4 separate regions of the Sus scrofa genome follow, and regions 1, 2 and 3 are each linked to region 4. A link is a contact called in public HiChIP or PLAC-seq data. All regions are on one chromosome and are shown on one strand. The core of a region is the stretch at or near the end of the contact, and the rest is flanking DNA. Distances in the headings are between cores, read along the strand shown. Region 1 holds the start of MCEE (methylmalonyl-CoA epimerase). Region 2 holds the start of FAN1 (fanconi-associated nuclease 1). Region 3 holds the start of MTMR10 (myotubularin-related protein 10). Region 4 holds the start of KLF13 (Kruppel like factor 13).

Evidence for each region. HiChIP or PLAC-seq counts read pairs in DNA pulled down with a chosen protein or histone mark.
Region 1: a contact with region 4 is called in an H3K27ac HiChIP or PLAC-seq map of alveolar macrophages. The contact joins the promoter of MCEE here to the promoter of KLF13 in region 4. A contact is called at or near these places in 1 of 5 promoter capture datasets (liver), 1 of 47 Hi-C or Micro-C datasets (embryonic fibroblasts) and 1 of 2 datasets of contacts at active chromatin or transcription factors (alveolar macrophages).
Region 2: a contact with region 4 is called in an H3K27ac HiChIP or PLAC-seq map of alveolar macrophages. The contact joins the promoter of FAN1 here to the promoter of KLF13 in region 4. A contact is called at or near these places in 1 of 47 Hi-C or Micro-C datasets (embryonic fibroblasts) and 2 of 2 datasets of contacts at active chromatin or transcription factors (alveolar macrophages and skeletal muscle).
Region 3: an H3K27ac HiChIP or PLAC-seq map of alveolar macrophages shows a contact between it and region 4. The contact joins the promoter of MTMR10 here to the promoter of KLF13 in region 4. A contact is called at or near these places in 2 of 5 promoter capture datasets (fetal liver and liver), 5 of 47 Hi-C or Micro-C datasets (embryonic fibroblasts, heart right ventricle, liver and 1 more) and 2 of 2 datasets of contacts at active chromatin or transcription factors (alveolar macrophages and skeletal muscle).

What each region holds. Positions count from the first base shown.
Region 1 is chr1:143,992,057-143,998,796 of Sscrofa11.1, forward strand. MCEE (methylmalonyl-CoA epimerase) reads left to right here and starts at 1,658. Exons shown (of 3, transcript NM_001097471.2): 1 at 1,658-1,707. The coding sequence starts at 1,668. It overlaps MPHOSPH10 (U3 small nucleolar ribonucleoprotein protein MPP10), which reads right to left and starts at 1,980. Exons shown (of 11, transcript XM_021098803.1): 1 at 1,089-1,980. The coding sequence starts at 1,177.
Region 2 is chr1:143,958,131-143,964,563 of Sscrofa11.1, forward strand. FAN1 (fanconi-associated nuclease 1) reads right to left here and starts at 3,527. Exons shown (of 14, transcript XM_021098761.1): 1 at 3,331-3,527; 2 at 1,075-2,469. The coding sequence starts at 2,320.
Region 3 is chr1:143,866,395-143,873,029 of Sscrofa11.1, forward strand. MTMR10 (myotubularin-related protein 10) reads left to right here and starts at 1,352. Exons shown (of 16, transcript XM_003121665.4): 1 at 1,352-1,604; 2 at 2,188-2,248. The coding sequence starts at 1,545.
Region 4 is chr1:143,536,714-143,542,865 of Sscrofa11.1, forward strand. It overlaps KLF13 (Kruppel like factor 13), which reads right to left and starts at 3,520. Exons shown (of 2, transcript NM_001011505.1): 1 at 2,932-3,520. The coding sequence starts at 3,520.

The sequences.
Region 1 (6,740 bases), core at 408-2,907, 450 kb after region 4:
AAAAAAGTGAAAAGAAACTATCAGAGGTTTATAAGCAAAGTGATTTAATTTATGCTTTGGAAAGATGGTCTGTGGAGGAAAGGAATGCAAGCAGGGTGACTAGGAGGTTGATGCAGCCATCCAGGTATCCAGGTGAAGGATGCAAAACTGTGCTGGAATCTTTTTTTTTTTTTTTTTTTTTGGCTGCACCCATGAAATGTGAAGTTCTCAAGCCAGGGGCTGAACCTGTGCCAGTGTCACAGCAGTGACAACACTGGATCCTTAATCTGCTGAGGCACATACGAACTCTTGTGCTGGGATTAGAGCTGTGGATACGGTGAGAAACCGTCAAATTCAGAGTATCACTGGGAGATGGAACTGCTATGATTTGCTAATGAACTAGACGTAGAAGTGAGAAGAAGAAAAAAAAAGACATCCAGGAACTAGCTTAGTTATGTGTCTGAAGGACTGTAAAGACAGAGGTGCCATTACCGTGGTAGGGAAGGCAGACGGTGAGCACGGGGAAAGGCTCTCAGGCAGGACAGAGTACAGGGAGCACACAGGATGAGCAGTTCATTTCGGGCATATTAAATACGAGATGCTGAGAGTCAATGGCTGTAGTTGCTGTGACTCTGGAGCTCAAGGGAGAGGTCGGGTTTGAAATATAAACTTGAAAGCCATAATTTCTTACGTCTTCTCATAGTCTTTGAACAAAATACAAAGTGCTCGTGCTGGGAAGGGAGACAGAAGACAATCCTAATTCTCAAGAAGCTCAGTCGTGGGGATGGAGAGATACGCGACAAGTCCGATGATGAGTAAGTTAAGCACCGGGTGCTTTGAGAGCACATGGGTGAAAACAGTAACCTACCTAGTGCGTGCGTGTCTGTGTCTACTTCAAAACATCACAAGACCGGGAGGGCCGCACAATACAGCTTTTAACAATCTAAAAAGCATCGACGGGCCAGAGGAGCGCAAACAATCTGAAATGTGAGGGTAAGAGATCTCCCTTTCCCTTTACCTTCTCCCTACTCCGGAACTTGCCGGGGGCCTGCAGCCGGAACCCACGCGAGTCCCGAGACGCACACAGAGCCCAGGCTCGGAGTACTTACGTGAGGAAGCGCTCCGGCTGGTCAGTGGCTTTACCAACCTCTCTCAAGCACCGCTCCAGGGTCTGCCGACGCCAGACGCGCGGGGCCATGGCCGACTGCCACACCACCCACAGCGCCGCATGAGAAAGAAGAACGCCAACCGGAAACCAGGCCACGAAGACACGCCCCACGCAACTGCAGCTCGGAGGCAAAGGTTCCGCCACGCTCAGGTTCCGGACCGATCCGTGATCAGAGCAAACGGCAGCCTGAGAACTTTTACCGGCCTTGAGCGGGGGCGCGGGGAACCGAAAATCGCCGTTGGTCAGCTCAATTAACTCCCTCCAAACTGTTTTGCATTCCCTGAAGGACCCCTAGGTGACGCGTCCTCCTTTCGAGTTTTTGCTTTAGAGGCACTCAGTGATTTCAATACACTGTGTTGTAAAAGAGAGGGCCGGCTTCCATCACCCACTAAAAGGCAGCGGCTCTCGCCACGCCCCTAGCCTCGCCTACCGGGCTCCTCTGTGTGCTCTCCAGGTCTCCCGCCGGGTTGTCCCGTCCCTCGCTCCTCACGGCTCGGAAGTGAGTGGTACGCTTCCCAAGATGGCGCGCCTCTTGAGGGTGACTGGCGCGAGCGCTGCAGGTGAATACTCTGGGTTCGGGGCTCTCCGAGGGGTGGGTGCGCTGGACACGAGGCCAGAGTACTCGGAGACCGCTGGTGGCTAGTGCACCTGGGTGTGCTGCGCTCTGCCCTTGGCTAAGGCTGTGTCCTTGGCCGCTGTCAGCATCTATAGACCGAGCCTTCCGGGAACGCCTAGTTAGCAGCGGGAATTCCTTGCACTTTTGCGTCTCTCCGCCAGTGCTTCTCACGTGTCGCCTGGAGGAGAGGGAACCTGGTCTAGGCAAGGCCAGGCTGAGACTGAAGTAGATACAGTAAATGGCAGAGGGACAGTGAGCTCCGACGGGGGAGAAGCCAGGAAGGACAAGTCCTCTACAAAACGCAGGTTGAACTCTAGGCATGGCCAGTATCCTGCTGAGAACGATGGAAGGTCAGTTGTATAAAGGATATGAATACAAAAGGAGTGTTTTTTCCCACATACCCATATATATGTATTTATCTTGTATAAAAAGAGAGTAAAGTTAGGCGGATTTGGAGTTCTCGACACCGCCATTATAAACAAAACCTTCAAATTTTCTACACCCTGTCCATTTATTTTCTCCTTTCTCTTTTTATAGCCTTCCTCCATCAAGGGGCAACTTTTTCCCTTAATCCGAAACCCCGTTAGGAAGGAAGTGCCGAGTGGTGATGTCTGTTAAAAACTGCTGAACATGGAGTTCCCGTTGCGGCGCAGTGGTTAACGAATCCGACTAGGAACCATGAGGTTGCGGGTTCGGTCCCTGCCCTTGCTCAGTGGGTTGACGATCCGGCGTTGCCATGAGCTGTGGTGTAGGTTGCAGACGCGGATCCCGCGTTGCTGTGGCTCTGGCGTAGGCCGGTGGCTACAGCTCCGATTCAGCCCCTAGCCTGGGAACCTCCATATGCCGTGGGAGCGGCCCAAGAAATAGCAGCAACAACAACCAAAAGACAAAAAAACAAACAAACAAACAAACAAAAAACTGCTGAACATTTGTGATAAATCCTTCAGTTTAGCACTTTCAGAAAGGGTTCCAGAAGATGAGCCTTCAGTAAAGTTAGATTTCCCTCCTAGAAAGTGCTCTCTATTACACTTATTGAAACGTAACAGCATTCGTGGTCCTTTGAAGTCCCATCTCATGGTCCTTTGAAGTCCCATCTCAAACTCAACAAATCTTCGTTGATCACAGTACACCATAATAGTTTTAGCTGTATCAGCACTGTATCAGGTTAAAGTCGTGAGAGATACATGTATATTTATATATGAAAAATATTATAACAGGCTGAGCACAACTTGTTAAAATGAATCTCTGATTAACAGGTGATATTCAAGTTTTGATAATAACATGCCCTTCCGGCCCCTCTTTCCTTTCCTTGGTAAAATACAGCTCAAAATCATAGTTCACCTACCATTTATTGCAAAAGCCCTTTGCAAGAGAACTCCTAAAACTGTTATCTCTTATCACTTGGAAAGCTATTTCAGAAAAATAGGTGTTGCTCATAGAACATACACTAGAGATCTTAACGTTTGAGAATGAAAGCATGGTAGAGACTGTCAGAGGAATGAGAAGATTTAACATAATGGCTTGATATCAACATTGTTGTTAGACAGACCTGGGCCTGAGGCTCAGCTTTGCTACTTAGTGTAACCTGGAAGAAGGCTAATCAGGGCTTTTTTTCTCTCCTCTCTAAATGGGAAAAATATTGAAGTCCTTCCTAAACTCTTACTGTTATCTCTAATTTATGGGCATTAAGACTCAGAGGCAGAGCTGGGCTACCACATGATATGCTCCTCCTTCAGATTTTGGAATCACAGTTTGCTTAGGCAAGACTAGCCAAGTAGTAGTGTTGCATGACTCTAAGGATGAAATAAATCTGTGTATCTTTATTGGGAAAGTGAGGTCAAGTCAGCAAGATGTTAATGCTATGGGATTTGTCCTCCACTGATGAAAGATCCCAACAGTATGGAGAAGGCCCAGAGACTGGGCCATTTCTGCTTTGGGGGTAATAAGCAACTTGTGGGTTCCTGAAAGGCAAAATTGTTCTAAATACAGTTTTTGCTTTTATAAGATATTGAAAAGAGTTCCCAAGTTAAACAACAGTCATGAGCAGTGTGAGTGAACTAGAGGGTTACTATAAGCAACTAGTTTTAACTTGGAAAAATTGTAAATCAGTATTCCTGCGTCAAAAAGAGAAAATAATACAATGCGTATAATAGCTTCCAGCAGCATCATTCCATGAGGATGTCAGTAGTCACTAAATACTGAGATACCATCAAAGGTGTTCTAAAATCAAAGCCTATTTGTTGAATTTTCAAGAGTGAAAGGAGAGTGGTCTCTTTGTCATAAAAAGTAAGTTGTGGATTGATGACATGAAACAGTGAATATGAAAACACTGTGTGCCAAAATATCTTCCAAATACAAGCAGTCTTTAGTTGTTGAGTAAGAGTGCAGTACTGTGCTGTACATTAGTGCAGTGCTGTATATAGGGTAGGTGCATAATCAGCTTTTTCCTTTAAAAATGTAAAATGCATTAGAAGTCAGAGATGCTTATATTTATAAGCAAGGTTTTGATGTAACCTTTCTGAAAGTGCCAATAAATGATAACCCTTGGGATTTATAATGTACTTTGTACCAGACACTTTTCTAAACCTTTAATGTGTAATATTCATTTAAGTTTCATGACAATATTATGAGGAAGGTATATCTACCTATATGAGAAACAAAAGCACAGAAAAGGTAAGTAACCAGCCCAAGTTATATAACAAATGGTAGGGTCAAGATTTGAACTGAAGCACTCTAGCACCACACACACTGCCTTTTTTTTTTTGGCCACACCCACAGCACATGGAAGTTCCTGGGCCAGGGATCCAATCCAAGCCTCAGCTGTGACCTACAATACAACTGTGGCAACTCTGGACCCTTAACCCACTGCACCACATGGGAACTTCACACACTGCCTCATGTGATACTCATCCACAAAATCTGAAAGTGAACATATAAATAATAATTTGAATATTAGAGAAGAGGCATTTTTATATGCATGTCTTTAGAAACATTTTTTTATCCAATAGTTGATGGGAAATTAAGGGGAATGGAATATAACTTCCAAATCATATATTTATTGCAAGAACTGAATACAAATAAAGATAGCATTTCTTTTGTAGTTTATATACACATTTTTGGACATCTTTGCCTAAAGGAAAAATAACATGAAAATAATGTATTCCAAAGGCTGGCTTTGATTCATCCTCTTTCAGCCTCTTTTAAAGGCTTCACCCTTAGATGACCCCACTTTTTCTTTTATTGTAGTTAAATATACATAACATAAAGTACACTATTTTTACCATATTTAGGTGCATAGTTCAGTGACATTAAATACATTAACATTGTGCAACCATCACCATCATCCATCTCCAGAACTTTCTCATCATTCCAAATTGAACCTCTGTACCCATTCAACAATAACTCTCCCTTGGTTTCCTACTCCTGGCCCCTGATAGCCGCTATTCTACTTTCTCAGTAGGAGTTTGACTTCCCTCTGGGTCTCCTTTTTTTTTTTTTTTTTTTGTCTTTTTTAGGGCCACACCCATGGCTTATGGAGGTTCCCAGGCTAGGGCTCAAATCGGAGCTGTAGCCACCGGCCTATGCCACAGCCACAGCAACATAGAATCCGAGCTTCATCTTCCGCCTCCACCACAGCTCACGGCAACCCCACATCCCCAACCCACTGAGCAAGGCCAGGTATCGAACCCACAATCTCATGGTTCCTACTCAGATTCGTTAACCATTGAGCCATAACAGGAACTCCTGTCTGTGTTACTTATGGGTGAAATTATATAATACATGTTCTTTTGTGACTGGCTTTTTTCCTTTGGCATAATGTCTTCAGGGTTCATCCATGTTGTACCATGTGTCAGAATTTCATTTCTTTTTAAGGTTGGATAATATTCCAGTGGGTGTGTATACCACATTTTGTTGTCTTTTCATCCTTTGATGGACACTTGCTTTATTTCTACCTTTTTGCTATATATGTGTAGGAATTGGGTATATAAATATCTTTAAATTCTTGCTTTCAGTTCTTTTGGATATATACCCAAAGGAGGGATTGCTGAATCAAATGGTAATTTTATGTTCTGACCCTACTTTTAAGGACCATGAAACTAACAGAAAAACAGGAGAAGCTCAGAAAGATAGATCGGATTAAACAAACACAATACATTCAAATTTGGGTTGCAAAGGATCAGCTTCATCAGAAATTAGGTTGGAAAATGGAAATTGAACATGTTAAAGACAAGAGTGGACAAGTTACATGACTGTGAAGAGCGATTTATTAAGGAGTCATATGTAAGTGGGATAACAGAAATGTCTGTTTACTAATTGTGATGAATAAAAAATTATTCCTGATCAAACAGGATGACATTAACATGTATGGTGCCATGAAATCCTCTGGTTGAATACTGAAGACAAATGGACTTCTCACCAAATTAACTTGAAGGCACTTGTGATAAATGACTTTCTCAGTATATTATGGCTCCTCAAATAAGATGTGCAAACATTCAGACTTTAAAAACCTACTACATGTTCTAAAGTTAGATTATGTGAAGTTTGCAAATATAAAAAAAACAGCATATATACTTCAAATGGGTAAACTTTATAAATTATATCAATAAAATAAGAAAACTTTATTATAAGTGGTTATTCACATTTTATGGCACTTTCTGTACAAATTTAACATATGATTTCTTCAAAGAGTAAGTACCCTTAATGCATTCGAGTATAGACCCTTGCAGCTAAACCTTTTTTTATTTAGAGTCAATGTCCAGAAAGGCTGTGGTCTGAAGTAAAAACAGGCCAAATGGAAAGAAATGCAATGTTATTTTAAGTCAAGGCACTAAAATATTAGCAAGAAACAATATGGAAAGAAAGTTAAAAATTAGGGTTAACATACATATCATTTTTTGTACCATTTTTGGCTTCTTGTACATCAGATTCCTGATATGTGTAAAAGTCAGTTGTTCATCTTTACAATCCTGTTGTTGT
Region 2 (6,433 bases), core at 2,277-4,776, 420 kb after region 4:
AGAAAAAAGAAAAAAAAAAACAGGATTTTTTTTTTTTAACTCTACTGAGGAGTCAGAACTGCTCCTATTACTAGAGGTCAGGAGGGCCCCAAGTGAGCTTTTCTTACTGGGGGAGGGACTCAGAGCCATCAAGAACCTTTGCATGAGGAGCCAACAGGGGAGCTCTTACTCTAAACCAGTGCTATCAGCTTATAGCCACTGCCCTGGGCCAAGGAACTAAGGCATATTTTTTAACATATCAATTTACAAAAGAAAACAAAAAGAAAAAACAAACCCAAAAGACCAAAAAAACAATGTACCAATTTAGCTTGAAAGTTTCCATTTCCTGGAGCTCCCACTGTGGCTCAAAAAGATCACCAGCACCTTGGGAGCGCTGGGACACAAGTTTGTTCCCCAGCCCGGCAGAGTGGGTTAAAGGCTCCAGCATTGCTGCAGCTGAGGCTTAAGTCGCAACTCTGATCCCTGGCACGGGAGCGCCTTATGCCGCAGGGTGGCCAAAAATGAAGAAAAGGAAAAAAAAAAAAAAAAGTTTCCATTTTCAGCACAGCCTGATTTTAAAAGGCAGAGTCCAGGCAACTAAAATATTGTTGGAGGAAAAAATACGCTTCAATACATCTTGGGGGTTTTTTTCCCCGTATTTTGTTATTTTCATTTTTGAGGAAATGGTGTTGGAAAATGATAAAAACAACTAACAGTAAACTTGATTACATGCCCAAAATAAATGCACAGTACACCTTCCTTAGTCACAGTGCATTTTTCCCCCAATCTATCAGGGAAAGGTTGTTTTACAACCATCAAATATACAAAAAAAGGACAAACAGCAACAGCTGCTTCCATTATAATCAAAGTACAGCTTGTAAAGGAACCAGCATCACCAGGCACAAATCTTGTCCCTTTCACAGGCATATCCTTCTCCTGTGGAACTTTGTAGCTGGTTGATTCCCATGACGACAGCTAGGACCTTCAAACTACACTGACTCCTTGTGGTCATTAGATTACTGCCCATCACATCCCAGTCCAAATCAGTATGGCAAATGGGAAACCAATCCCCTAAAGCAGAGAGGCTTAAGATACCTGATAATTGATGAAATGTAGTCACAATTCCCTTCTCATGTTCATCAAAGAGCATCCCATCATCTTCATTCTCAAACACGGCTTTCAGCACCATGAGGAAATTCCGAAGGTAGTAAGGATAATCCAAGGGTACTGGACATGTTACACTAGAAACATCGCAGCTTAACCCCTGCTCCAAAGGAATTCTGTGTGTGACTTCATTCTTTGAGCTGCTGTCGTCTTCCAGAGGAAGTGCTTGAATGTTACTCCAATTAGAAGCATCGTGCTTAGAGCTAGGAGATTTTGCCTCCCAATGTGACATCTGTGTTTTAGCTTCTGAAACAAGAGTCATTTTCACCTCTTCACAATCACCTGCCCCACATTTCGCAACACCTTTACCATCTACTCCTTTGATACTCTCTGGCTTTGAAAGGCCGTCCTCTAAAGTAGACTTTAATGCATTCCCAAGAGTTAAATCTGGTGAAATTAACACAGGAGTGTTATCTGAAAATGCAAGGGTGAGGCTTGATCTGCATTCCTCGGTAGGCTTTTGGTCTTCAATTTCCATTACTTTAGTGCCTTCAGGAGTATGTGGTTCCTCAAGAGAATCATAGGTAAACATGTTTTCCTTTTGAGAACTATTCTCCAAAAGTTGACCCTGGTCCTCAATCTCTGAATGGTTTTCAACCAGGCTCTTAACCACTGAGGATGAGGAACTCTGGGGACTCTGATTGGCAAGTCCCTCACTCTTACCTATTGATCTTTTAGCCTTTATGTATCTTCGGGACAATTTAGATGACAGGCTTCCCAGAGAGATGACTTTTACATTAAGATGTCTCAGTTCATCTTGATTTCTGCCCACCAAGTCATCATTATTCTTAAAGTAGGGGCTGGTCTTCTTTTTCATGCCCGTTTTTGCTGAGTCACTTTGGCCAGGGGTTAAATTCATCTTTGATGGTGATGACTTCTCTGGCATTACATCTTCTAAAGCAGTATTGGTTACATCTACTGTGGACACATTTGAACTTGCTAAGCCAATGTGCCCTGGGTCCCCTGGAGTGATGTCACCATTGTCAGCACACATTTCATCAAGGTGCCTGTTTAGGTCATATCTTGGCACCATTTTACTACAAACAGGGCAGGCAAGTTTGGCAGGCGGTACATTGTTAAAAAATGAAATAATAGAGTTAGACTCATTTTTTTTAGTTTTGCTTATTGATAAACTTCTACAAGGTCTTTTTTTGGCAGATTTCCCCACTGACATCATGAGTATTAGAGAAGCTGGGTGTTTCCAGGAGTAAAATACAGCATATCACTGGGGAAGAACAATGGTTTACTCTTACTTTCCTGACTTGAAATCATAAAAAGTGGGATTCTACTGGACTTCATGTTATTCATTTAGTCAATTTCTTCTTCCTACAAAATAAAAACATGCGGGTTAACAACATTTTTGTGAATTCAACTAAAAACCGGAAACAAAAACTCTAAAACGTGCAATGGCAAACTTGGTATGAGGAAAAACCGTGGACTCCGGGCCAGAAGACCCTCCTATCAGATGTCCATATCACCTCAGTGTGTCCCTTACCATAAAATGATGGCGTTGGACTTTGTGGGGATAAGTTTTTTGCTTTTGGCCGCGCCCTCGGTATAGGGAAGTTTCCCAGCCAAGGATGGAACTCAGGCCACAGCAGCAACCTGAGCTGCAGCAGTGACAACGCTGGACCCCGCTGCGCTACAAAGGCACTCCAGTTCTTTTTTTTTTTTTTTTTTTTTTTTTTTTCCGCTTTTTAAAAGGGCCGCGCCCACGGCATATTTAAGTTCCCAGGCTAGGGGTCCAACTGCAGCTACAGCTGCTGGCCTAGCCATAGCCACAGCAACGCCAGATATGAGCTGTGTCAGCGAGCACAGCTCGTGGCAACGCCGGATCCTTAATCCATTGAGCAAGGCCAGGGATCTAACCAGCATCTAACCAGCAACCTTATGATTCCTAATCGGATTCGTTTCCGCTGCGCCAGGATGGGAACTCCAGCTCTAACATTCCTAAAATTTAAAAATAACCGCTTTTTTTAAAAAGGCACATCTGACTATGCCAGTTCCTTTTCTAAAACCACTGCATTGTTAACTTTTTCTGGGACAGATAACGCCTACCCATTCGGGCAGCACAGGCCTGCAAGAAGAAAAGCTCCAAGTCGCAAGCCTCCGCCACACACTTGAAGGCCCCACCGTAGCCCCGCCCCCGAACATGAGGCTGGGGCTGAGCACCGCCCGCCCGCGCACCTGGGAGGCGCACCGGGGGTTCCACTGCCCGCCAGTCCGTCTTTCACCCCTTGCTCCTTCCCTCTCTCCCTCCTTCTTTCCCCTCTCTTGTCTCCCTCCCCTGTGCCCCCTCCCCTTTGTCCCTCCGGCAGTCCGGGCACCCCGAGGCGCGGATAACACCAGCTCAGCTGCCCCGCGCCTCCAACCCGCTCCACGCGCCAGGCATTCCCAGCTGCTCCCCGCGGCTCGGCCGCCACAGACTCGGCCAGCAGAGGCTCGAGTGATCGATCGTTCCTCCCTCTCCTCTTAAAGGCATCCTGCCCTCCAGGCAGGCTGAGCTGGCCGAGAGTCTATGAGACTCTTCGCACCTGGAGGAGCCCGGCGCCTGGAACGTGAGCGGGTTGCTGGTCGGAGAACATTCTATGTCTAGGGAAGGGGCATCCTGGGAGGAGATACAGGTGTGAACTCTACTTAGCCAGAAAGAAGGAAGACTCAGCAAGTGCTGGACATCTGCCAGCTGTTCTCTGAGATGCAGAGATGCTGTTCACAGATTCGCTGTTAGTAGAGATGCTATTCTCTGCCTAATGCAATAGATGCCTCAAGAACAAAGAAATAGATAAACAGCAACGCTGTTCGCAGAGATGCTGTTCCCTGCCGTAAGGCACAGGGAACTATATTCAATATTTTGAAATAACCTATAATGGAAAAGAATAGGAAAAAGAATACATATATATGTACAACACTTTGCTGTACACCTGAAACACTGTAAATCAACTATACTTCAATTAAAAATAAAAATTAAAAAAAGGGAATAATAAAATGTAGTCAGGTAATTAGGGAGTGGTGAATTTGGATATTTCTTACTTTTGTTTTCCATTTAGTTTAGTTTGTTTTAATATAGTTTTTCTTTGTTTTAATATAGCTTAATTTAATATAATGAGGTATAATTTAAAGTAATGGCTATATTTAACAACTGAAAAATTACTGTAAGTTTATCAGTCAGCCCTTGAGCACCAACAATGTTAACAAATGGGGGTCCAGGTGCTTACAAAATTATACTCACAAATGTCACTAGAAAGGAAAGTTACCTTGAATCAGAATGCCAACAATCTGGGGAGATAGTGGACTCAGTGTCTCCCCAAAACCACCTCCCAATATTCTGCTCTGCCGCAAAAGCTTTTAAAGGGAAAAAAGAAAGTGATCTCAGTAATCACAGAGATGGGGGAGTCAAGAGTCCTTGACATTCCTCACTGAGAGCAGGAATGTCACTTACTTTGGTCTTTCTCTAGATGCTATCTTGTTCATACAGGTTGTTTTCCAGAGATTACTGAAGGGGATGCTAGGGAAGAGATCTGGCCATCTGTTGTTACACTTTGTTTCTACTTCTTAGATCTACTGAACAAGTTAGGCAAAGTATTGTGTGATTAAAAGAATTGAATAGTGTGCTTGGGCTGGAGATAAGTAGAGCATACTGGTGCCTGGTTAAAAGTTAGTTACTGGGTTCATCGTGGCTCAGCGTTAATGAATCTGACTAGTATGCGCGAGGACTTGGGTTTAAGCTCTGGCCCTGCTCAGTTGGTTAAGGAACCAGCGCTGCAGTGACCTGTGGTCTAGGTCCCAGACTGGGCTGGGATCTGGCATTGCTGTGGCAGGGGTATAGGCTAGCAGCTACAGCTCCAATATGCCCCCTAGCCTGAGACCTTCCATATGCTGCAAGTGTGGCCCTAAAATGACAAAGAAAAAAAAAGGATTTAAAAAAAAACAAAAAACAATGAATCTATCTACAGAAAAAAGAAACAAACTCATGGACATGGAAAGCAGACTTGTGATCGCCAAGGAGAAGGGGGCAGGAGTGGGATGGACTAGGAGTTTGGGGTTAGTAGATGCATATTGCATTTGGAGTAAATAAGCAATGAGATTTTGCTGTATAACACAGGGAACTATATATATAATCACTTGTGAGGGAACATGACAGAAGATAATGTGAGAAAAAGAATATATATGTGTGTATGACTGGGTCACTTTGCTGCACAGTAGAAATTGACAGAACATTGTAAACCAATTATAATAAAAAATTTTTTAAGTTAATTTCAATGTGGCTTTGCTAGAGTAACAAGGAATGGGGCTTCCTGCGTAGGGCAGTTTCCTACAAAGAGCTGCTTGCAATACCAGCTGGTTCCAGCACCCAATGAGTGATCCAGATGGAAGTTTTCTGAGGCAGAATCCCCTGAGAGCTTTCCTCTACCACTGCCTTCAGCAGTGGTCAGCACTGTATGATTACTCCATGAATATGTGTCAGATGAATCCATGAATGAATAAACAAACCAAAGAGAAAAGGGTATGAACAGGGACCTCACTGACAAATATGTATTGAGTGCTTCCCTTGTACCATGTTCTGGACACTGAAGATATGGCCGTGAACAGAAAGAGAAATGGGGAAAAATTCTGCCTTCATGGAGAATACATTCTGTTGGAGGAAGATGGAGAAAAACAAAATATAAAATCATGTAGAGAGCTTAAAAGAAGAGTACTGATGAAATAAAATTCATATTTTTATGGCAAAATTTATTTAATTTAATTTATTTATTTTTGGTCTTTTGTCTTTTTAGGGCTGCACCCACGGCATGTGGAGGTTCCCAGGCTAGGGGTCCAACTGGAGCTGCAGCTGTCAGCCTATGCCACGGCCACTTCAACGCCAGATCCGAGCCACATCTGCTACCTACACCATAGCTCACAGCAACACTGAATCCTTAACCTACTGAGCAAGGCCAGGAATTGAACCCGCAACCTCATGGTTCCTAGTCAGATTCATTTCTGCTGTGACATGATGGAAATTCCCAAGATGAGAAAAATTTAAACATAAAATTTTTCTTTGCCCATTTGGGCCTTTTTTTTTTTTTTTTTTTTTTGGCCACACCCCAAGACATGTGGAAGTTCCCTAGCCAGGGTCCCATGCCACAGCAGTAACCCAGGCCACTGCAGTGACAATGCTGGGTCCTTAGCCTGCTGAGCCACAAGGGAGCGCCCAAGCCCCCCCTTCCCTTTAGTGTGTATTGTGCGTCTGCACATCCTTCTTAATCTACTTAATCTTCTAAACATCCTTCTTAATCTACTAAGAGGACAT
Region 3 (6,635 bases), core at 102-2,601, 330 kb after region 4:
TGTGGACAATAGTACCTTTACACCTATAACTCACTGGGCTTAACATTTTAAAGTACAATTGTGGTTCCTGAGAAAAATGGAATCATATGTTACTCAAGTTAACCAGAAAGATCAGTGGAGTTCTGGATCCAGGACCCAAGAAAAAGTAACTTGTGAATCTTAAACACTTAAGTTTTTTTAGTGTTTCCATTAACATTTGTCAGTATGATTCATATGGCCACATTGGAGCTTCCTGGTGACATTTTTTATAAAACGTTGGATTAGGGATTTATTCTTCAAAGTGTGAGAAGAATCTAGTCTCAACTAAGATTTACAAGAAGGTAACATCACTAACCCCCTTCCACCAAAGGCTGCTTCAGTTCGGAATTCTGTTAAAGAGTTCAGAAATGGCCCGTGCTTGATGTGCAGAAATTCTTCTGCTCTCTGCAATTAATGGCCAGAATATTCAGGCCATAGCCTAAGGAAGCCCTTCACACCGCTAAGGACTCATTCTTGCTGAGCTTTTAATTATTTATCTACTTGCTGTACCTTTGCATGTGAGGATAGGCAAGAAAAAACAGGAAGGCGACTTTCTTAATATCTGTTCACACTTAAGTTTAACAACGAGGCTAGGAGTTAAAATAAACTGAGCTGTCCGGGTTGCTGACATCGTCCTGTGTCAACAGCGCCCATGCCCACGCCAGCCTCAGCACCCCACGGAATTGAGCAGCAAGACATCTCAGTCACAAAGCTTCACGCTAAAACAAACAGACCAGGTGAAGGAAGAAAGTCTTCCCTGGTGTGGGACCTTGAAGGGACCGAGCTGACCGTTTGATCCCGGTCACTGTCAGCTGTCCTGGGCCACTTTCCCGGGGCCCGTCCCTCATCCGCTGGGCGCAGACAGCGTGACCCGCTAAGCCTGGGGCTCCAGAGTCCTCTGTCCCTCACCCCCACCCCAGCTCCTCCCAAAGACTGAAAACAACAATCCCCGCGTGAGCACGGTGACTAGAGACCAGCAGTGGAAGGTGCTGTCTCAGGAAGAGCGGAACTGCGGCGCAGTAGCTATCAAAGGGAGCCTCCAGCTACCGCCGTGACCCCGCAGGCCGCCATGACCCCTGCCAGCCGCCGTAGGTTCTCGCCGGCCGCCGAGGACCCTGCCGGCCGCCGTAGGTGCGCCCCTACCCCGCCCAAGCGGGGTTCTCAAGATGGCTCCCGGGCCCCGCTCCCCCCGGCACCCTAGCTGAGGGCTGGGCAAAGGCACTCTGCGTAGGCCTCGCGTTCCGGCGCCGGCGCGGCCTAGAGGTCGGGAGCGGCCGGCCGCCGGCCCTGCGCGTGCCTCTCGCCGGGCGGGGTGGGGCGGGGCGCCGGGCCCCTTCCGGGGATGGGCCCCGGCTCCTCCCCGCTCGGGCGGGCGCTCCGCCGAGTCTCCGCCCGTCAGCCCTCCCGGCCCGGCTGGCCGCAGACCGTGCCAGGGCGGCCGCACTGGGAGCTCGCAGCCCGCGGGCGTCGGGAGGCGGGTCCCGGGCCGCGACCCGGCCCGGCGGAGCGAAGCCGGTGGCGGCACCATGTTCTCGCTCAAGCCGCCCAGACCCACCTTCAGGTCCTACCTCCTGCCGCCCCCCCAGGTAAATATCCCTCTCCCCCGGGACCTTCTCCTCGCGCTTCCGGGGAGCCGCGGGCCCGCCGGGGAGCGGGGGAGCCCGGAGGTTGCCCTGTCCCCCGACCCCACCCCGGTTCCCCGTCCTCTGTCCCCAGTTGCGCGGCTGCCCGACCTTGGCTCGGGGAAGCGCGCCTTCCTGGGAGCCCCACTGGCTCCTTGGAAACTTGCAGAACTCCGCCGCAGCCATTCCCTCCCCCCAAGACCCCCGGGAGCGACGGAGCAACCGGAGCCGGATTTATTTAGCCCTTTGCTTGGCGACAGTCCCTGCTGTGACCGCCAGCTGATTACATCGCCTGTGGGCACTTAGTGGAAGAAGTCACGCACCTGTCTTAAAAGTGAACACCTGGAAGCGGCTTAGGCGCTTAGAGTGTTTTTATGCTCAGACTCTCAATTCCATTATGAGCAGACCTTTCTTTAAAAGAGCTGGGTGAAAATGTGAAAGAATTTAAGGGGGGGATATGTATCATCACTTAGAAAACTAAATTTGCTTTAGTCTCTCACAGGGAAAAAAAGATTTGATTTTGATTTATTTTGCTAATGTATTTCAGACTGACGATAAGATTAATTCGGAACCGAAGATTAAAAAACTGGAGCCAGTTCTTTTGCCAGGTAAACATGAGGGTTCTAATAGATAATTTAGTGGTGTGTTTTGGTCTAAGACTCTTCTATCAGCTAGTACCATGTGGTTAACTTTCCTCATTTACTTTAAAGTTTAGCAAGTTAAAAATCTAAGACTGAGGAGGGAGGGAAAAAGTTGGTAAGATGTAAACAACAGCAACAAAAAGTAGTGTTAAATGGGTATTTGCCCTTGAAAATTGACGCATCATAGAAAACTGTCAAGAATATCACTCTTATTTCCTCTTTTGTCTCCTGAAATGTGCTTTTTGAAAGCTATCATTAATTGCTTAGGTAGTGAAAGAACTGTCTGCAAATTCATGCAGGAATGGTTAATAGATCATCATTTTAACAGTATGAAAAGCAACTTTTATTATGTTTGGGTCTCTATACCAGTGATAGAGCTTAGTGACCTTTGAATTACTTACTTGGCAATTGTTTTTTGAAGGTGTCAGCTGTGTTTGCAGATCTTCTTGTTTCAATTTAGAATGGGGTTTCCCAGCAGAGACACTATAGACATTTTGGGCTTGACAATTCTTTGTTGGAAGGATGTCCTGTGCATTGCAAGATGTTTAGAAGCATCCTTGGTCTCTACCCAATAGATGCCAGTAGCATCCCCTCCTTTACCTCCCACTTATGAGAAGCAGAATGTCTCCAGACATTGCCAAACCCTTTTATTTTAGGGGCAAAATTTTCTCCCTGTGGAGAAGCACTGGTTTAACAAAATTGACCTTAGAGGTAGATGTAGGAATTGATGGTAAATAGGAGTTTCATTTTAAAGCATGTAAGATATTTATTTGATTGGTATTTTGAATTACATGACAAGTATATGTTTAAGAAAAGTAACTTGTTTAATATGCTTATTGGGGAAAGTAGCCAGATACTTAGAAAAACTTGATTTAAACCTGAAATATAACCAAATACCAGCTTGTGTGTCTACTGTCAACATGTAAAAATCTCAGTCATTACTTAATGCTAAATCTGGTAAAATGATTAGATAGGTAGTAATGGAACAAATATAAACACTTTAAATTTTGTCCTTTAAAATTTTTAATATTGAGTAGGAACAAACAAAAACATCAACCTATGGTTCCGTGTTATAGATGCTGACTTAAGATTGTTCTAAACTTTAGTATGGCTAGTTAGTTATAAATATTTTCCCTTTATTTTGTTAATGCTTTTTAGCCAAACAGTGTGTACTAAATAATCCTTTGTACTTTTCCTCAAGTGGACAATAGAATTAGTAACCTTTGCTCCCTGTGTGTGCTCTGTTTTGGTCTTAGTCACTCCAGGCATTTGAGAGTCAGCTGTGGCAAACAGTATTTGTTCTGAATGGTGCCTGTGAGCTCCTGAACTTTGGCTCCTTTTACTTTGTCTGAAGAGGCCCTGTTCTTAAGCTTTGATCCCCCTTCCAGTATTACTGTTTGACACTACTAAACCACATGGTCTTAGCTACAACTGAGAGTGCTTCATTTTTAAAAATTAACTTTTACATTTAAGATGTGCTTGTGAATAATGTTACTAAATATCAGTAAGCTCAAGGAACTTTACATTGTAGGAGTATCTGTTCTATAGAATTAACTAAGACCTTACTTTTCTGTTAAAAAGTCAGAGTTTTCTTGGGAAGATGTAAACCCATTTCTTAATGTAAGTGGTTACTTATCTTTGAAATTGAAGCTGGAGTTCCCTGGTGGCCTAGCACTTAAGAATTCTGCGTTGTCACTGCTGTGGCTCAGGTTCAGTCCCTGGCCCAGGAACTTCAGCATGTGACAAGTTTGGCCAAAAAAGAAAGGAATCACAGCTAAGTCTGGATCTTCTGACCCATGTTAGCTTTTCTTCATTGGCTCCATGTATGCATACATGATGGCTTTGGCACCCAGCATTTTCTTTGCACCAGCCTATTCCTCATAGACCATTGAGTCAATCCTAAATTAGTGTGTCTTTTGCCCTCCCTCCCCACCCCTTCTGTCCTTTCCTTTTCATCCTGGCCTTCCCACGCTCTTCCATGTTCTTTCTGTCTGGTCATCAGGTCATGGTCTCTGTGCCCTGCTTCACCTCTCAGGTCATTTCTCTGACCACTACTGGAACCTCTTGCTCCTTTTTTGGCCTGCAGCCCTACTCCTCTCTCCCTATATAATCTGGGGACGATGTGGAAAGTAACTGAAGCATTGGTAATCTGAAGATGTGGGCTCGGTCAGGGCTTTTACTAAGAGGGCTTAATAATAGAGTTCTGGCCTTCGTTATAGTCAGAAACCAAGAGAAAATTTGGCCAAGTCACCTGTGGCTTTACACGGGCTTAAGAAACAAGGAAGCAATTGTTCAGAGATATAGTACTGGATGTTACACTTTGGCACGATGCCTCAGCTTCAAGGATATCCTACTTCAGTTGCCCAAAGTTTGAACTTTTAATTCAATAAGCAGATGAAAATTTGAACACAAAATCACTTGTTTATTTGTGTGTGCTTGCTGAGTACTCTGGTGGAACTTAAGGAGGCCGGATTTAAAATGACATTCATTGGCCTTCCCGCTGTGGCTCAACGGGATGGGTGGTGTCTTGGTGAACCCTGGGACTCAGGTTTGATCTTCAGCCCCGCACAGTGGATTAAGGGTCTGGTGTTGCCGCAGCTGCAGCATAAGTTGCAACTGCTGGGTTCGTATCTGATCCCTGGCCCTTGAACTCCACATGCTGAGAGGTGGCCAAAAAATAAAATGACCTTCATCTTTTATTAAACAAAGGAAACAGAAAAACTGATGAGCAGTTTAATTTAGATCGTGTGTATGTTAGTAATTTCTAACTTGCCTGGTTCGTGGACTCCTTTTGGTTAAAGATTGTACCTGATTCAGCTTTGTGGCCCTGATATCTAGTGGGGTGCAGGGAGATGTTGGTTGCGTGAATGACAGAATGAAAGAACGCCTCAGATCACTTGCTTGAACTGCTCCCATAGCCATGAGACCCACTTTCATATTTAGGGATGAGAGGAAGACTTTTTTTGTGCCAAGTGTTTCTGCTCTCCCCCAGAGCCACACTTCTCAAAATTGTACCTGAGCCTGGAATTGAAGTATAGGGCTCTATTACAGCAGCCTGCCTCTCTCTTCATCTTCCCATCATCACCTGAATTTCGTTCTTTAATGACTTTGTTGTGTGTGTAAAATCATCCCAATCCTTTTGAAAATAGATTTTGAACTTTAAACTGTGTGTGTGTTCCAGTATACGTTTGTGAGGGCAGGTGCTGCCAGACCATGTTTGTGTCTGTTTGGACCACTGCCAGGCTGCTGGATCCATTCACTGAGCCAAGTATCTCCTTGGGGCCTGGCTCTGGCCTTGCCAGAAAGGTGCTGGAGAAGGGGTGGGCCTGACTTGCAGCAGGGCCTGTGGCACACCCTACGCACAAGGCAGAGACTGTGACCTGGCCCTGTGATTTCCAGATTCCAGTCAGGGCCTGGCTGACATCAGATCTGGATGATGTTTATACAGCCCTTGGTCAAATTGAAAAAATTAAGAAAAATGCAGCTTTTTCCCCTAAAGCTAAATCGATTTGACTTAAAGGATTGTCCTTTATTCTGAGATGATGTCCTTCCAGCTTCTTAGGTGTAGATATGTTCTTTTGTAAGTGATGGTGATAGTAGCCGTGGCTTTTTAAAAGTTTTTACGTTAGCAGAATTAAAGGTAAACTCTTATGTTGGTTCCCTGAATTATTTTCATAGTATGCCTGTTTCGTGAAACCTAAACTGAAAGTCACTCAGTGAAGTTACTATAATATTAGAGGTGCAATATAACAAGCACTCACAGAGCACATCATTTGTTTTGTCTGCCTGGCATCTTCCTACCATCTTCTGAAAAATGCACCCTCTCTCTTTGAAAAATTCATCTTCCCCATCTGCACCCAGCCTGGATTCTAGTGCAGCCAGCAAGGTTAATGAGCCACCCTCAGACTGCTAGCATGATTACAGGTTTGCCTCTGGATATTTTCAGATGGGTACTAAGGGGAGATAATGTCCTTTTGGGTAGTGCTCTCTGTGGCTGGAGCTCCAAAAAACCTGTCCAAAAGAATGAAGTCTTGAGAGGCAGAGGGAAAGGTCTGATGGTGTCCAGCCTCCTCAGCTCCTAGTTTCAGGCATGTTTTTGAAACCTTCAACTAAGACCCTTCAAATGTATAATGCAGCTTACAGGTTACTGCTCCTAACAGCCCTATCAGGAAGATACCAGTTTGCCTTCACCTGACAGTTGAGAAGACTGCGTAGTTGTAGAGGTTAAGTGACTTGCCCAGTGTCACCCAGCCAGTAAGGGCAGAGGCAGGATTAGGAACCTTACTCTCAGGCTGTGCCTTTAACCACTGAACAGTAGGGCCTGCCTGACTGCACTGGTGACATTAGGGTTCAG
Region 4 (6,152 bases), core at 2,270-4,769:
CTCAGGGGTGGGTCTACCCCCAGAGGGATCCACATCTTTCCAAGTCCTTGAATTTTCAAATCAAATTTCAAAGCCCTTCAGCCTCCAAGAAAATCTGCTCCTAGTCTAGGTAGTCCCCAAAGGGAGTCTTAGCAAACCTCCCAGGGCCTGTGGTAGGACATTATGATCAACCAAATAACAAGTGGCTCAACTTTGCGGCTTTGTTTTATTTATCATGCGTTTGTTGTGACATCAACAACTACCTAAATGTGACAGAGGGAAATCAGTCCCCAGGATGATTACTGGGGGATGTGAGTCAGGGATCACACTGACACAAGGGTAATGAGGACAGGCAGCTCTCCCCATGCAGTTGGTCAGCGGTGGGAGATCAGAGTCAAAGTTGACCCTAGGACCACCCAATGGATTTTCACATTGTTTCCCTCAGGGCTTCCAGGTAGTGAAAGGAGATCTCACCAAGCATTACTGACACCTAGGGACTGGTCCCTGGTCACATAGCTAGGCAGAGCAAGCTGCCAACTGCCTCCTTGGTTAAAGGAGTTTTGGTATTCATGGTCTGCCATGAAATGTCTATGGGGGGAGTCCCCAATGGAGTGAAAGACCTGCCATGACCTGAGCCACTGCCTGCAAAGAACCCCCCACCCCCACCCAAACACTCTGGGAACCCACAAGTGAAGATCTGCCACATGGGTCTTCCCAGGCAGCCTTTTGAGTCACCCCCTGCAGCCAGCTGGCTTAGCTTCTCCCTTCTGTGAGCTGTCTCTGCCTCCTTTATAAACCCCACTTACTTATGCTCTGCACACCTGAATCAGGTTGCAAATGGGCTTCCAGGAGATGCTCTAGGCCAGAAATAGGTCTTGGTTCATAATAGGATTCACCTAGGGCACCATTAAACTACAGTCAGCCGCTGGGACCTGGAAATCTGCATTCCCAAGGGCCCCAAAGGAACCCTGATCACTCCTGACTTGGAGATCTACAACTGCTCCGGCAGCTGGAGTTTCTGCACACCTGGAGGACGGGCCAACTCCCTGCTTTAACGACAGGCATGTCACACTCCAGGCGGAGTATGGATTCCACCCTCTTTTGGCTGCCTCGGGTTTCCTAGGCATCACAGAGAGGCTGGCTTCCAACCCACTGCGAGGCATGGTTTCCCAGCGTTCCTGCCCCAACTATCACCCCTGCCTTGTGCCGCGAAGGGCACAAGGAGCCTGAACCAGGGCTGGTAGTGGGGGGTGGCCAATCGGGAAGGCACCCTCAGGCGAAGGCGCGGGGGAGCCCCGCCCCTGGGGCAGTCCCTTTGCAATTCAAGAACCTGGTACCGGGTGCTGCGGTATGGGAGGCCACAGTAAAAACAAGCTGAAAAAGGGTTTTCTAATCAAGTTCCCAGCCCCATACCGGCCACGTCCCTCAAGCAGCACTCAACCGCAGCCACGCCCCAAACGCTGGCCCTTCCCGGGACTCAGGGTCCACCAGGCTGGGAAGCTAGCTTGGCCCCTCCCCCACAACCACACCCACTCTTGCAGTAACGTCCCCACCACCTCCTGAGTCCACACACCCCTAATTCTGACTCAGAAAGCACAGAAAAGGCCCCACCTTCACCCGCGACCCTGCCACGTGGTTTGAGGCGGCCACAGCGTGGGACCAGAAATTCGGGGAGGAAAGGAAAGCCTCGGAGAGGAAAGTTCGTGGGATCCAGTTCTTGACGCTTGCAAACCCTGGGCCGCCTGAGTTCTAAATTTACAGGGAGAAAAGAGCCTTTCAGCTCTAGGTTTTTGAAGACTGCGTTTTGTAAATCGGTTATTTAATTAGCTTGTGGATTATTTTACAAATGAGAAACCTAATCCTTTGATAACAAAGTAACGGTATAAGGGTTCTGAATTAGGTAAGACTTAAAAAGAGTCACCCAAGAGTTCGCGTGACCTCAGAGGATATACACGATTCTTTCAACCAAACTAAGAGAGAAAGATTAGAACAATTAATTAGAAGGTTGTTTCTACTTTTGTGTTTTAAAAAAAAAAATAACCTCAGAGGAATTAACGACAACGTCCCGGGCCCGCACTAAGGGAAATGCTGCCTGGGGGTGGGGGTCGGGGTCGGGCGGCGGTCCGCGGCACCCAGGCCGCCGATTCCGGACGGCCGCCCGCCCCCGTGCAGGTGCTGCCTGCCCGCATCCGGCCCTGGCAGGTGAGAGCGGGTCTGGGAGGAGGGCGGCGCAGAACGACAGGCTGGAGGCAGAGCGGTCCTTTTAGGAGAAAGCGCCGACCAGCCGGGAGCCCCTCGAGTCCAGCGCGCCTCCGCCGCCGGATGGGCGGGGTTCCCACAAAGAGCCGCGGGCAAGAACCCGGGACCGCCCCCCGCGTCGGTCGCCACCAGCTCTGGTTTCGACAAATTAAACCTTAGAGCGCTGGAAAAATTACAGGAAGAGCGAAGAATGTGCCGAGCTGCTGGAGGGAGCCCTGTCCCCGCGTGAACTTCGCCCACCGCGCTCCCGAGCCGGCCCCTCCCCGCCGCTCCCGAGAGCGCGCCCAGCCGACGAGGGAGGGGCCAGGCGAGGACACCCCTCCCCCCCGGCTCCCGGGCGCCGCGGCCGCCCACCTCCCCGGGCGGCACCCGCGGCCCCCACTGCCCCCACGCAGCTCGCCCGCACCTGCCCGCGCGCACCCCGGCCCGGATGACGACATTCGCCCCCGCAGCCCCGCCCGAGCGCACCCGGGGAGGGGGCGTGCCCGGCGGGGGCGCGGTCGCCGGGCGGGCGCCGGCAGCCAGCGCCAGGACCCGCCTCGCGCGGCTCTCAGGGTCGACCGCAACCCGGAGCGGCGGGGGAAGGGGCGAGGCCCTGACCACCTCCCGCGCCCAAGCCGGAGGCTCCGGGGGCGTGTCTGGGCGACCCGCACTAGCCCAGGTCTGCGCGAGTGCCCGGGCCGCCCCACTGACCTGTGTGAGTTCTCAGGTGCGCCTTGAGGTGCGAGGATTTCCCGTAAACTTTCTCACAGCCCGCATAGTGGCACTTGTGCTTTCTCTGGGGGGACTCGAGGTCGGCGCGACTTCGGCCCCGCCGGCCCCTTTGTCTGAGGCTGGGCTCGCCGCTCCCCGCGGGCCCCGGCTCTCGCTCGGGCTCCAGACCCGCCTCAGGCTCGGGCTCGGGCTCGCTCCACGCCGGGCTAAGAGGCGCGGCCGCCGCGCCTCCAGCACCGGGGGAGGCGGGCTCGGGGGCGGGTGGCGGCGCGGGCGGCAGGCGGCAGGGGGTCCTCGCCTTCCTGGCGGCGGCGCCTTCTCTGCGCTCCGCCGAGACGGGTGCCGGTGCTTGCTGGTTAAGGTCCGCCAGGATCCGCGCCACTACGAAGAGCGAGGCGCTGTCCTTGCCGTCGCGGCGCTCCTCGACGTGGGGCAGCGTGGCGGCGACAGCGGCCGCGCCCTCGGGTCCCGGCTCCGGCCCCTCTCGCGGCCCGTGTACGACCGCGCGGCTCGACATGGACACGAGGCACTCGGCGGCGAAGTGGTCCACATAGGCGGCGGCTGCCATGGTGCGGGCTCCAGCCGGCAGGCGGGAGACTGCTAGTCGCTGCGAGTCGTCAGCAGCGCATCCGCACCCACGGCCTCCGGAGAGCGGGCGGGGGGCGGGGGCGCGGCGCGCCCTCTCCGCCGGCTGGGCTGGGCGCGCAGCCGCCTCTGCCGTCACCCGCGCTGCTCCGCGTCTGCTAAGCGCCCGCCCGGCTGGGCACCTCAGAGTGAGCGCATGGGGGGCGCGGACGAGTAGGGTCCCCGCGCGGCGTCAGTGGCGGCCTGTCCTATGGATGCCGAGCGGCGACGTTAGGGACGACCTCCCCGAGCCGTGGCCGCAGCCTCGCCGCGCATTGTGGCAGGCGGGACAGCCGCCGTGCGCGCCGCGGCTCGGTGTGGGCGGCCCGGCCCCGGGGGTGGGCGGGGCCGGGGCCACATCTGGACCCGACGTCAGCCCCCAGCCACATCCTGGCGGCGCAGGTTACAGGCGGCGGCGGCGGCCGCAGGGAGCTGCGCACGCGGAGGGGGCGGGGATCCCGGAGCGCGCACCGGCGGGATAGCGGTCGCGTGCCCGCGCCTGGTGAGGGGGCGTGGCTAAGGACCAGGGCCGGCGCCATTGGTCCATGAGTACTCAGCCGGGCCAATCCGTACAGCCAGAGGCTCCCACCCGGCCTTGGGGCCTGCGCGTGCCGATGGGCGTGTCCCCTCAGCCGGCGGGAGGAGGAGCGGAAATTGGAGCCCGGAGCCGGGCACGCTGACGCACGACGTCCGAGGCGGGCCTGGGCGGGGCCGTTCCCCCTCCTCTCCGTGGCGGGGACCCCGCAGGGTATTTTCCTGCCGGAGCTTTTGTACCTTGACTGCCTTGAACCTCGGCGCGGTGGCGAGAGCTCGGGAGAGCACCCCTTTGTCCCTCCAGCCCCGCTTGTGTCGGGCGCGCCTCGCAGGGCTCGCCTCGCTTCTCCCTTTCTTCTCCAGAGCGAGGTTTGCCCGGCAAGGAGGCGTGTCCGCTAAGCCCGGCGGGTCTACTGGCCCCGAGTCGGGCCTGGACAACCACGGCGCACACCGCTGAAACCAGGTTGATGGGTGGCCGCGCCCCGAGACTCAGGCCGCTCTCCGCCCTTGGTTCCTGCCCAGCTGAGCCCTGAACCCTCGGCGCGGCCAGCCCGAGAGCGGTGGTCTCGTGTGGGGCGAGGTCGCTCCCGCAGGAGGAACCGCAGGAGGGCGGCGGGGGATCAGCGCAAGCCGCGCTGCCCTTGAGCCCAGGTCAGCTGGAGCTTGGACTGGCCCAGGCTGGTGGCTAGCCTGGCAGCGCGAGTGATGTGCCCACTGCGTCCTGTGTTCGCAAGAATTACGTGCCTGGGCGCCGGCCGCGCTGCTCAAGGAACGTGGGGCCCCTCCCTCCGCAGGCCTGCTGCCAGCTTCTGCAGGCTGCCCTTCTCCCGCGGCTGTCGCGCAGGCTTCAAACGCCACCGGCTGCGAGGGCCCCGCCCACCGCGCCCCACCCACCTAAGGTCGGGGCCTCCGGGGGAGGAAGTGCTCTGCTGCCCCGCCCCGCCAGCTTTGCCCTTGGCCCTCACCTGCGCCTTCATCCTGTCGCGTGGCACCTCCCCCCCCCCCTCTTCTCCTGGCCTAGACCAACATCAAAGAGGCCGGAAAGGAGTGCAAGCCCCTGACCCCAGGAGACAGGCTGGAGTCCACAGTTCCTAGTTCATTTCTTAATGGACGTTCAGAGGAATCAGCTGCCCAAGCAGGGAGCTTGTAGAGGGAGAACAGCCCAGACATTAGGCCCCTGTGGACTGGAGAAGAGGGATGGGTGGAAGAGAGTCAATCGCACAAAATTAAGAGCAGCCATTTTTCACCGAATTAATTTTGGGCTTGGGTAGAAAAATCTACTCCTTCCAGGTCACCAAGGAGCAACTGAGACGAGCATTTTGGGTTCCATGTTACTGTGACCTGTAAACTGGTGTGGTCGTTTGAGTGCCCTGGGTATCTGTAACAAAAACTCGGAAGTTCCCTCTCACCGGGAACTATACAATACGCTCACTGGGAAGACTACACAGTACTCTATGGTGCGGTGGGTTCTGCTGTGGTGGGTTCGGTACTATGCCAACAGGGTCAGGTTCCTCTTAAGAGGGTCTCCTCTTGGCAGGAGGTAATCACTCTTATCCCAGACAGATTGTGTTGATGACATTTAAGAGACGTGTGTTCTGACCAAGTAATGATTCAGAATGTTCCTCCAGTCCCACCACATGTCACAATTCATCTCTGTAAGTATGGGAATGGCCCTACACTGACTTACCAGCAGCGCATCCCCTCCCCTTCCCCCTCTGGCTAGGATTCTGCCCAGTCTAATTAGGTACCACCTCTCCATTTCTCTTCTGAGACTCCCCAGTCAGTACACACATTGGAAGGCCTCCTATGAGTAGGCACAATTCTAGGCACTGGGCTATGGCCATGGACTAGACACCTGCCCTATGCAAGGGGAGGCAGGCCTGGGTCAAAGGTCCTCTGCACTGACACCCCCACACACACCCATCCACGGCCAGAAACCAGACTCACTGAGGGTTTTGACTGTGCACCCCTCCCCCCCCAACCCTCCCACCGCCTGGCATTCTGGAGGCAAAACTCAGCCCCTTAGCTTGTTTCTCAAGGAT